2 separate regions of the Sus scrofa genome follow, and region 2 is linked to region 1. Evidence: chromatin contacts called from public HiChIP or PLAC-seq data. All regions are on one chromosome and are shown on one strand. The core of a region is the stretch at or near the end of the contact, and the rest is flanking DNA. Distances in the headings are between cores, read along the strand shown. Region 1 holds the start of ZNF584 (zinc finger protein 584). Region 2 holds the start of MZF1 (myeloid zinc finger 1).

Evidence for each region. HiChIP or PLAC-seq counts read pairs in DNA pulled down with a chosen protein or histone mark.
Region 2: a contact with region 1 is called in an H3K27ac HiChIP or PLAC-seq map of alveolar macrophages. The contact joins the promoter of MZF1 here to the promoter of ZNF584 in region 1. A contact is called at or near these places in 11 of 47 Hi-C or Micro-C datasets (alveolar macrophages, blood, embryonic fibroblasts and 6 more) and 2 of 2 datasets of contacts at active chromatin or transcription factors (alveolar macrophages and skeletal muscle).

The regions. Positions count from the first base shown.
Region 1 is chr6:62,988,883-62,993,308 of Sscrofa11.1, forward strand. ZNF584 (zinc finger protein 584) reads left to right here and starts at 2,332. Exons shown (of 3, transcript XM_021097413.1): 1 at 2,332-3,932. The coding sequence starts at 3,915.
Region 2 is chr6:63,122,154-63,126,579 of Sscrofa11.1, forward strand. It overlaps MZF1 (myeloid zinc finger 1), which reads right to left and starts at 1,872. Exons shown (of 6, transcript XM_021097358.1): 1 at 1,795-1,872. LOC110261337 (tigger transposable element-derived protein 1-like) reads left to right here and starts at 1,781. Exons shown (of 3, transcript XR_002345404.1): 1 at 1,781-1,864.

The DNA.
Region 1 (4,426 bases), core at 1,082-3,581:
GAAGCTCCAAGGCTGGGAGGCAAATTGGAGCCGCAGCTGCTGGCCTACACCACAGCCACAGCAACATGGGGTCCGAGCCACATCTGTGACCTACACCACAGCTGAGGACAACACAGGATCCTTAACCCACTAAGCCAGGCCAGGGATCCATCCTGCAACCTCATGGTTCCTAGTCGGATTCGTTTCTGCCGCGCCGCAGTGGGAATCCCCTCCCTCCCCTTCTGCTCCCCATCTTTGTGGTCTCATCTCTGCTGTGGTCTCTCACATGCTGTCATCTGGCTGGGCCCTGGCCTGCATGGGCAGCTCTTCTGTCCAGACCCTTCCTCAGAACCTTCCATCCCTGAAGACCTTCCCGAGTGTTGACGTGCATGGACGACGAGGGTGCCTCCTCCTCGGACCCAGCTCTCCGTGGACAGCATTGCTATGCTTTAGGTGGCCTGTGTGGGGTGCACAGTGCGGAGGACTCTCTTGAGCAGGTCCCTCAGCAGAGCCCTTCGTGTGCAGGGAGGGTGGCGCTGATGTCCAGGCTAGCTCGGGCCTTGTTCAGCAAGGGCCCGTCCCGGACGGGCCCGCGACCGCGGAGCTCCGGGGAGACCTTCCCCCACAGCTCCAGTCTCAGGCAGCACGCAGGGGTCCCCATGGGACAGCACCTGCGGGAACTCTTTCCCAAAGAGCTCTGCCTCTTCAGCTGCCTGAGATCCCATAGGTATCCACCAGGTGGCAGTGCCTTCTGCAAGAAATCAACTCTCATTACTCAGAGAAAACTGCCCCCTGGAGAAACATCCCTCCAGTGTAAGGAGTGCGGGAATGGCTTCCGCCATCACCACATGGACCACGCAGCAGCAAGTACACCGTGGCTCAGGGGTTCACGAATCCCACCAGGAACCATGAGGCGGCAGCTTCGATCCCTGGCCTTGCTCCGTGGGTTGAGGATCCGGCGTTGCTGTGAGCTGGGGTGTAGGTCGCAGAGGCGGCTCGGATCCCGTGTTGCTGTGGCTGTGGTGTAGGCCAGCGGCTACAGCTCCGATTCGACCCTGTAGCCTGGGCACCTCCATAGGCCGTGAGGCCCTCAAAAGACAAAACACACACACAAAAAAGGAAAGAAAGTACACAGTGAAACAAAATGTTTCAAGTGCTTCCAATGCGAGAAAACATTTAGCCACAAATTCACACTTGCTCAGCACCAGAGAATTCATACTGGGGAAAGGCTTTCTGAGGGCAAAGAATGTGGTGCATTCTTTAGCCAAAACTGCAGCCTTACTTGGCACCAGCGAGCTCACACTGGAGTAAGGCCTTACGGATGCTCTGACTGTGGGACGGTCTATAGCAGAAACTCTTATCTCATTTGGCACCAGAAGGTTCATGTGGAAGGAAGGCCATAAGATTGCCACCAGTGTTGGAAAGTCTTTTTTCTTTTTAGGGGTGCCCTGTGGCATATGGAAGTTCTCTGGGTAGGGGTCGAATTGGAGCTGTAGCCGCCCGCCTAGGCCCCAGCCACAGCAATGCCAGATCTGAGCCATGTCTGCGACCTACACCACAGCTCATGCCAGTGCCAGATCCTTAACCCATTGAGCGAGGCCAGGGATTGAATCCACATTCTCATGGATACTAGTCGGGTTCGTAACCCACTGAACTACAACAGGAATTCCCTCTAGGTGACTTTTGAGTTTGGCATTGAGGCAACTTTTCTTTTTTTTTTCTTTTTCTTTTTTTGTCTTTTTGCCATTTCTTGGGCCACTCTCACGGCATATGGAGGTTCCCAGGCTAGGGGTCGAATCGCAGCTGTAGCCGCCCGCCTACGCCACAGTCATAGCAACGCCAGATCCGAGCCGCATCTGTGACCTACACCACAGCTCATGGCAATGCCAGATCCTTAACCCACTGAGCAAGGGCAGGGACCGAACCCGCAACCTCATGGTTCCTAGTCAGATTCGTTCACCACTGCGCCACGACAGGAACTCTGAGGCAACTTTTCGATACAACACAAAAAGCATGATCCATGAAGAAAGATGTACAGTTGGACTTCTCTAAATAGAAATTCTGCTCTGTGAAAGACAACAAGAAACAGTATGAAATGACAAGTCGTAGTCTAGGAGAAATTATCTGCAAAACGCAAGTCTCATAAAGGATTTTTGGAGCTCCTGTCGTGTCACAGTGGTTAACGAATCCAACTAGGAACCATGAGGTTGTGGGTTCAATCCCTGGCCTTGCTCAGTGGGTTAAGGATCCGGCGTTGCTGTGAGCTGTGGTGTAGGTCGCAGAGGCGGCTCGGGTCTGGTGTTGCTGTGGCTCTGGCACTGGCCGGCAGCTACAGCTCTGATTAGACCCTTAGCCTGGGAACCTCCATATTGCCGGGGGTGCGGCCCTAGAAAGACAAAAACAAACCCACAACTCTCCAGAAACAGCTCCAAGAAGGTACATAAAATGTACTTAGGAACCACACTGTTTTAAGGGGAAAGTGTCTAACAATAAATAGGGCACTATTGCAGATAATTAGGGTATTGCTGTGAAAAAAAGGCTGGCATTGAACACGGATTACATTTATCATCAGCAGATAGACACCTGATAAACAGAATGTATGCTTGTTAAATAGTGCACAGGTGCCAACTCAGGCTTGTGTCTTGGTGACTTGGAGGTTTCTGCTCTCTTCCCCACCCTGTCCCATCCTTGGCTTGTGGAAGGTCCCAGTACAACCTAGGTTCCCAGCGATCATAGCTGCTGCAGTGAAAATGCCTGACCTTTAACCTGGGAACTCCACCCCCCGCCCTTTTTTTTTTGCTCTTTAGGGTCGCACCCGTGGCATCAAAGTTCCCAGGCTAGGGGTCAAATTGGAGCTACAGCATACACCACAGCAACAGCGGCCACTGCAACCTGAGATCCTAGCAGAGTCTGCAGCCTACACTACAGCTCATGGCAAGGCCAGATCCCCAACCCATTGAGCAAGGCCAAAGATGGATCCTGCATCCTTATGGATACTAGTTGGCTTCGTAACCTGCTGAACCAGAACAGGAACTCCCATATTTCTTACTTTAAAAGTACATGTACTTACAATTGTACTGTTCAGCCAATAACAAATATACTTGCCAGTAACAGCACAATGGAGGTGGGTGGGATAAAGCTGTATTGGGCTAAGGAGATGACCCCAAAAAGTAACTCGAATCTAATAAATGCCATACATAATATTAATAAATGGCATAAATAATAAATATTTTTCCAACCTCATCGAATTTTGCACTTGAAATCAGTGAATGTCATTGCACCTTTCTACCTTTGGGGCCACGGCAGCTAAGGGAGACCAGACACTCGCCACGGTCCCCGCGCCTACAGGACGTGGCGGGACTCCCCAACTCCCAAGCCCTGCCCGCGCCGCTTTCCGCGAGCTCGGGGAGCCTCCCGGAGGCCACCCCTCACGTAGACGCTCTATTCCTCCGCCTGGTGTGAGGGCAGGGAGCCGTCGAAATTCGACACCGGAAGTTCCCGCCAAGCTGATGCGGGGCCCCTCCCCTGGGCTATCATTGGCTATGTCCGTTCCTCTGCGCTCATGGGAAGTGTAGTCTTTGAGCGCCCGCACGGGGTCAGAGGTGACGAGAGCTCTGCGTTGCGGGAGTCTAAGGGGCACCGCGGGTGGGACTTCCGGCGTTGCCCTGCGGTTCCGGTTTGGCCCCCGCTGGCTGTCGGTGCGAGCGTTTTGAGGGCAGCGTTGGCACCAGAGACCAACCCGGCGGAGGGAAGCGCAGCGACCCTCTCAGCACCTTTGCTCGCTCCCTGACCCGGGACATAAACCCCTCTTTCTGAGACTGGCTGTGCCACCCTGAGAACCTCTTGACTTAGCTCCTAGGCTTTGGGAGTGTTTTCCTTGTCGGCTTTGGGCTCCTGCTGGTACGGATCTCAGCTGCGTCTGCCGCCAGTTTCCGATGGCCGAGGAGGCGCAGGTGAGTGGGAGGTGCCCCCACCAAAATCTCTTCACCTGGCTCGGCACCCGGCGGGGGCAGACTCTGAACGAGCACTGGAGAGGTGAGGAAGGCTGTGACAGGTGAAGGGACAGTCTGTGCGAAGGGTTACCCACCAGGGTTCTTGGCTTACTTAGTCGGTAGAAATTGATAAGAGACTGGATAAGAAATTCAGACCAGGTTTTCTTGGCACTCACGTTGCAGCGTAAGGGAGCGAAAGCAATTAACAGGTTTCCTCGCTCACGCTTTGAGGGTGGGACCAAGTGGTTTCTTTAATGGGGTGAGGGGTGGGTCCAGGTGTTTAGCGCGACGGGTGGCTTAGGTGGTCGGCCCACCCCTTGGTGGTGTTGTGTGAAGGGCGTGTTTTCATAATTTGCACGTGTCGTGTGTGCGTGTGTGTCTTTTCAGGGCCATGCCTGTGACATATGGAAGTTCCGAGGCTAGGGGTCAAATCGGAGCTGCAGCTGCCAGCCTGC
Region 2 (4,426 bases), core at 622-3,121, 130 kb after region 1:
TGAGGTAATAGGGGTTTGGGCGTGGGTGGGGGTTGGCTACAAAGGCTTAGAGACCCCTGGACTCATAGCCTGCAAGCAAAGTCGGAGAGTCCTAACCTTGGCATGTCGCTGTCTCTCTGGGAACCTCAGTTTCCCCATCTGCAAAGGGGGACGGTCCCCCAACTTCCCCTCCACTCGCGCTGCTCCTTCTGCAGCAGGAGGTAAAGTGCAAGATTTGTGAAGAAATCTGAGTTTATTGATGGTGTGAATTCGGGTTCGAAGGCCGTCTGATCCTGGGAGTCTATCCTTCACTCCTCAAGATTCCAAGTCAACCGAAACCTCAGGAGAAAGCTGGGCCTTAGCGATCGAGCCGGCCCTTCGGAGCTCGATAAACTACATTTACCAGAAGTCTTGGCTGGCCATGTCTGCTTTAGGAAGCCGGGGCAGGTCCGGGTGCCGCCATGGCAACTGGGGGCGGGGTTTCCAGATTCCGTCGCCGTGGCAACGGCCAGGGATTGGCGAGCTTCGCACAACAGCACTGAGCCGGTCCACAGGGAGCGCCCAGGCCCCTGCTCCGCGCTCCTGGTCCCGCTGGGCCGCCGCCCGGGTCCCTGCCCGCACCTTCCCGATCGAGGGGCGCCCGCCCTCACCTCCGCACTCAGCGGGCCGCTCCGTGCTCCTGAGCATGCGCGCTCCCGACTTCCCCCGCCCCGACGGACTTTGTCTCCCAGAATGCTCCACGCACCAGCCCGGGCGCCGCCTCGCCCTTCCCGCAAGCTCGTCTCAGTTTCCGCCCTCCTCCCGCTGTCCCCCGGGGCAGCGTCGTTCGCCACGATCGGATCACACTCCGGGCCGCGCCTTCCTGCGCTCCCAGCCTCACATCCAAGCGTCAGGGGCCCGTCGACGCGCGCAAGCTTCCCAGGGGGCAACAGGAGGCAGCACCGCCTGCCCAACAGCGCATGCCCTCCACAACGTCTTCCTCCATTCTCTACGCGGCTCCTAGGGATTAGCAGGACCCTGAACCAATCACGGCCCTCGCTTGGATTCCGTCAGCCCCTTTCTCCATGGCAACCCCCTGCAGAGACTGGGCCACCCGTGCCGTCGCCCACAGGACCGCAAGCGAGCCTCTCGCGCTTTCGCCCGGGAGAGGGGCTTAGCCCAGCCGTTTCTGGGAGGCGTGGCGGCCGGCCCTCTGCGCGCGTGCGCGCAACGCGAAGATGCTCTTTTGTGCCAGCGGACCGTAGGCGGCCCGGGCGTCTCCATGGTAACCGCGCGGGTGGTGCCGGCGCTTTCCAGTGCAACCATGGGTACCCGCAGGCGTCTGCAGGAGGATGGGAGAGATGGGAGGAGGTGATGCCGAGCGAGAGAGACTGCGAGGACTGACAGACAGACACTGAGGAGCGGGGGCGGGGCAGGCTGTGACTAGAGACAGTGAAAGTAAGTGAACAGCCCCCGGGACAGAGACACGGGCAGGACAGAAAGAACGAAGATTTCTGCTCTCAGAGTCCTAAACTGTGCGATAAGAAGACAGGGAGGCAGGGCTGGGTAGACTTGTGTCAGGACCGTTAACAAGAGGGAGAGAGATCGGGGCGGGATGGAGAGGAAAGGAGAGACAGGAGAGGGAGAATTCGTTTACGGCGACAAGACGTGCAGATCGAGTTTCAAGGGATAGAGATCAGGAGTACAGAAGCAAGAGGCGAGAAAGGGACAGAAATTAGAGGTACAGTAAAATAGATCGAGAGTTTCAAAGACTCGGGGAAAGGTGACAGCAAGAAGAGAGACGGAGCGGGAGGGACGCTTGTGAAGAAAACTTACACAAAACTTGACAATAAGACAAGAAAGATGTCTGGAAGCCTTCGCACCATCTCTGCCAAGTCTCCTTCAGGTCATCTGATTTCCTAACCAGAGCAACGACTTCTCACTTCACTGCTTTTGATCAGAGTCCAGATACTGTGAAGTTAGATGCTAACTTGTAGAAGGTTGATAGACTGTAGTGCTTTCTGTTCAGTAGAAAAGGGTACCCCAAGTTTTTTGTTTTTATCACACTGTAGGACACTAAGCAGGATACTAAGTGCTGGGCCTCTCCACTGCCTTGTGAAGCGCTACTAATCCCACTTTGCTATTTTCTTTCTTTGCTTTTTAGAGCCGCACCCGCGGCAACATGGAGGTTCCCAGGCTAGGGGTGGAATCAGAGCTTCAGCCGCTGGCCTACACCACAGCTCACGGCAACGCGGGATCTTTAACCCGCTGAGCAAGGCCAGGGATCGAACCCGCATCCTCATGGGTCCTAGTCGGGTTCGTTAACCGCTGAGCCACGAAGGGAGCTCCCACACTTTTATTTCATTATTCCTTCTTTCTTCTTTCACCCCCTCTGCTGTTCCTTCTCTCTCATATTCCCAGAACCACCTGTGTCACCTTGCTAGTTCCCACCGAGGTAGATAAGTCTTTGACGCGTATGTTTTTTGCTCTTTCGAAATTATGTTTTGACAGTCTGAAAGGGCACAGTTCCCCGGAATGAGGAAACAGTGAGACACCGCCGGGAAGGGAGGGAGATTAGGGAGGACGATGGAGAGAGAGAGAGACTGAAAGTAGAACTCGGGGAAAGACAGGAGAGGTCTTAATGGGCGAGAAAGCCAGCCTTGGGCAGAGGTGGCCTCTGGCGCCCCAGCCTGGACCCCGCGCTCGGCCACCTCGTCGCCGAACTACGTTCCCATATCCCGGCGGGCCCGGGGGACCGCGCAGCGCCGGAGCGCCGTCGGGCGGGCCCCAAGCGGCCCCCTCCAATCCCGGCCGTCGCCTGGCAACCTCCGCTTCCGCCGATAAGATGGAGGCTGGGATCGGCGGCCACCGGGAAGCGGTGCCTGGGGCAGGAGATGGGTTGGGGCCGCAGCCCCGCCGGCCTAGTTGAGGCAGCCGGCCCGCGTCGTGGTCCGGAGATGAGGGCGGTCGGCCGCGGGGGACCCGGGGGCTCCGGCCAAGGGGCTTAGGCGCAGGTACTCTCGGTTCCGGTGGGGGGAAGGGAACGGAGACCTCGGGCCGGCCAATCGGAGCCTTCGGCGGCCCCGCGGCCTTCTGGGAAATGTAGTCTCACGCCTCCCCTGGAGGCGGGCTTGGGGACTTTATATAGAGTAGGAGGGAGAGGATGAAGGATCGAGTGAATGTAACTGAAGTTTGTGGGGAGTTCCTGCTGTGGTGCAGCGGGTTGCCGCAGCCACGGCTTGGATTCGATTCCTGGCCCGGGAACTCCATATGCCACGGGTGCGTCCAAGAAAGAAAGAAAAGGAGTTCCCTTCGTGGCTCAGCGGTCAACCTACCCGACTACGATCCATGAGGCTGCGGGTTCGATCCCGGCCTCGCTCAGCGGCTTAAGGACCCGGCGTTGCCGTGACCTGTGGTGTGGGTCGCAGTCGCGGCTCAGATCTGGCGTGGCTGTGGCTGTGATGTAGGCCGGCAGTTGTAGCTCTGTTTTGACCCCTAGCCTGGGAATCTCCATATGCCACAGATGCTGCAGCCCTAAAAAGCAAGCAAGGGAAAAAAAAAAAAAAAAAAAAAGAAAATTGGAAAATTAGAAAATCATGGGTGAGCAAGCGAAGGCATGAATGTGGAGACGGCGGAATGGGAGCCTGAGCGGTTTGGAATTCAGGGCCCCCACTCGGGGCAGGAAGCCTTTTCTAGACCTGCTTAGACTTTAAGCAAGGCGCAGCCTGTTTCCCTGAAGGTACTCCCCGGTACCGTATCCATTCCCCAAATACAGATTTGTGAGGCATTTGTCCCTGTTTTTCACCCACATTCCTTCAAGAAATTTTCACTGTTTTTATCAAATACTACTTTCACATGATTTGCAGTGCAGAAGGGACAAAGTGAGAAGCCTGCTTCCCACCACTATTTTTTTTTTTTGTCTTTTTGCCTTCTTCTCGGGCCACACCCGTGGCATATGAAGGTTCCCAGGCTAGGGGTCTACTCGAGCTGTAGCCGCCGGCCTACGCCAGAGCTATAGCACACGGCAACGCCAGATCCTTAACCCTGAGCAAGGCCAGGGATCGAACCCGCAACCTCATGGTTCCTAGTTGGATTCATCAACAACTGAGCCACGACAGGAACTCCTCCACTATTTTTGATTTAGTGACTTAGTTGGCAAATGACTACTGGATGTCTCCAAAGTGCCAGGCTCTCTTCCTGGGCCTAGGGACCCAACAGAGTGCTCAGCAGGTACAAGTCCTGCCTTCAAGGTGTGACACAATGCACAATAAAATATAAGTGAAGAGGCTGTTTTGGTCAGGTTACCTCTTTTTTTTTTTTTTTTTTCCTTTTTAGGGCCGTACCTGCAGCATATGGAGGTTCCCAGGCTAGGGGTCAAATCAGAGCTACAGCCATTGGCCCACTCCACAGCAATGCAGGATCTGAGTCGCGTCTGCGAGCTACACCACAGCTCATGGCAATGCTGGAT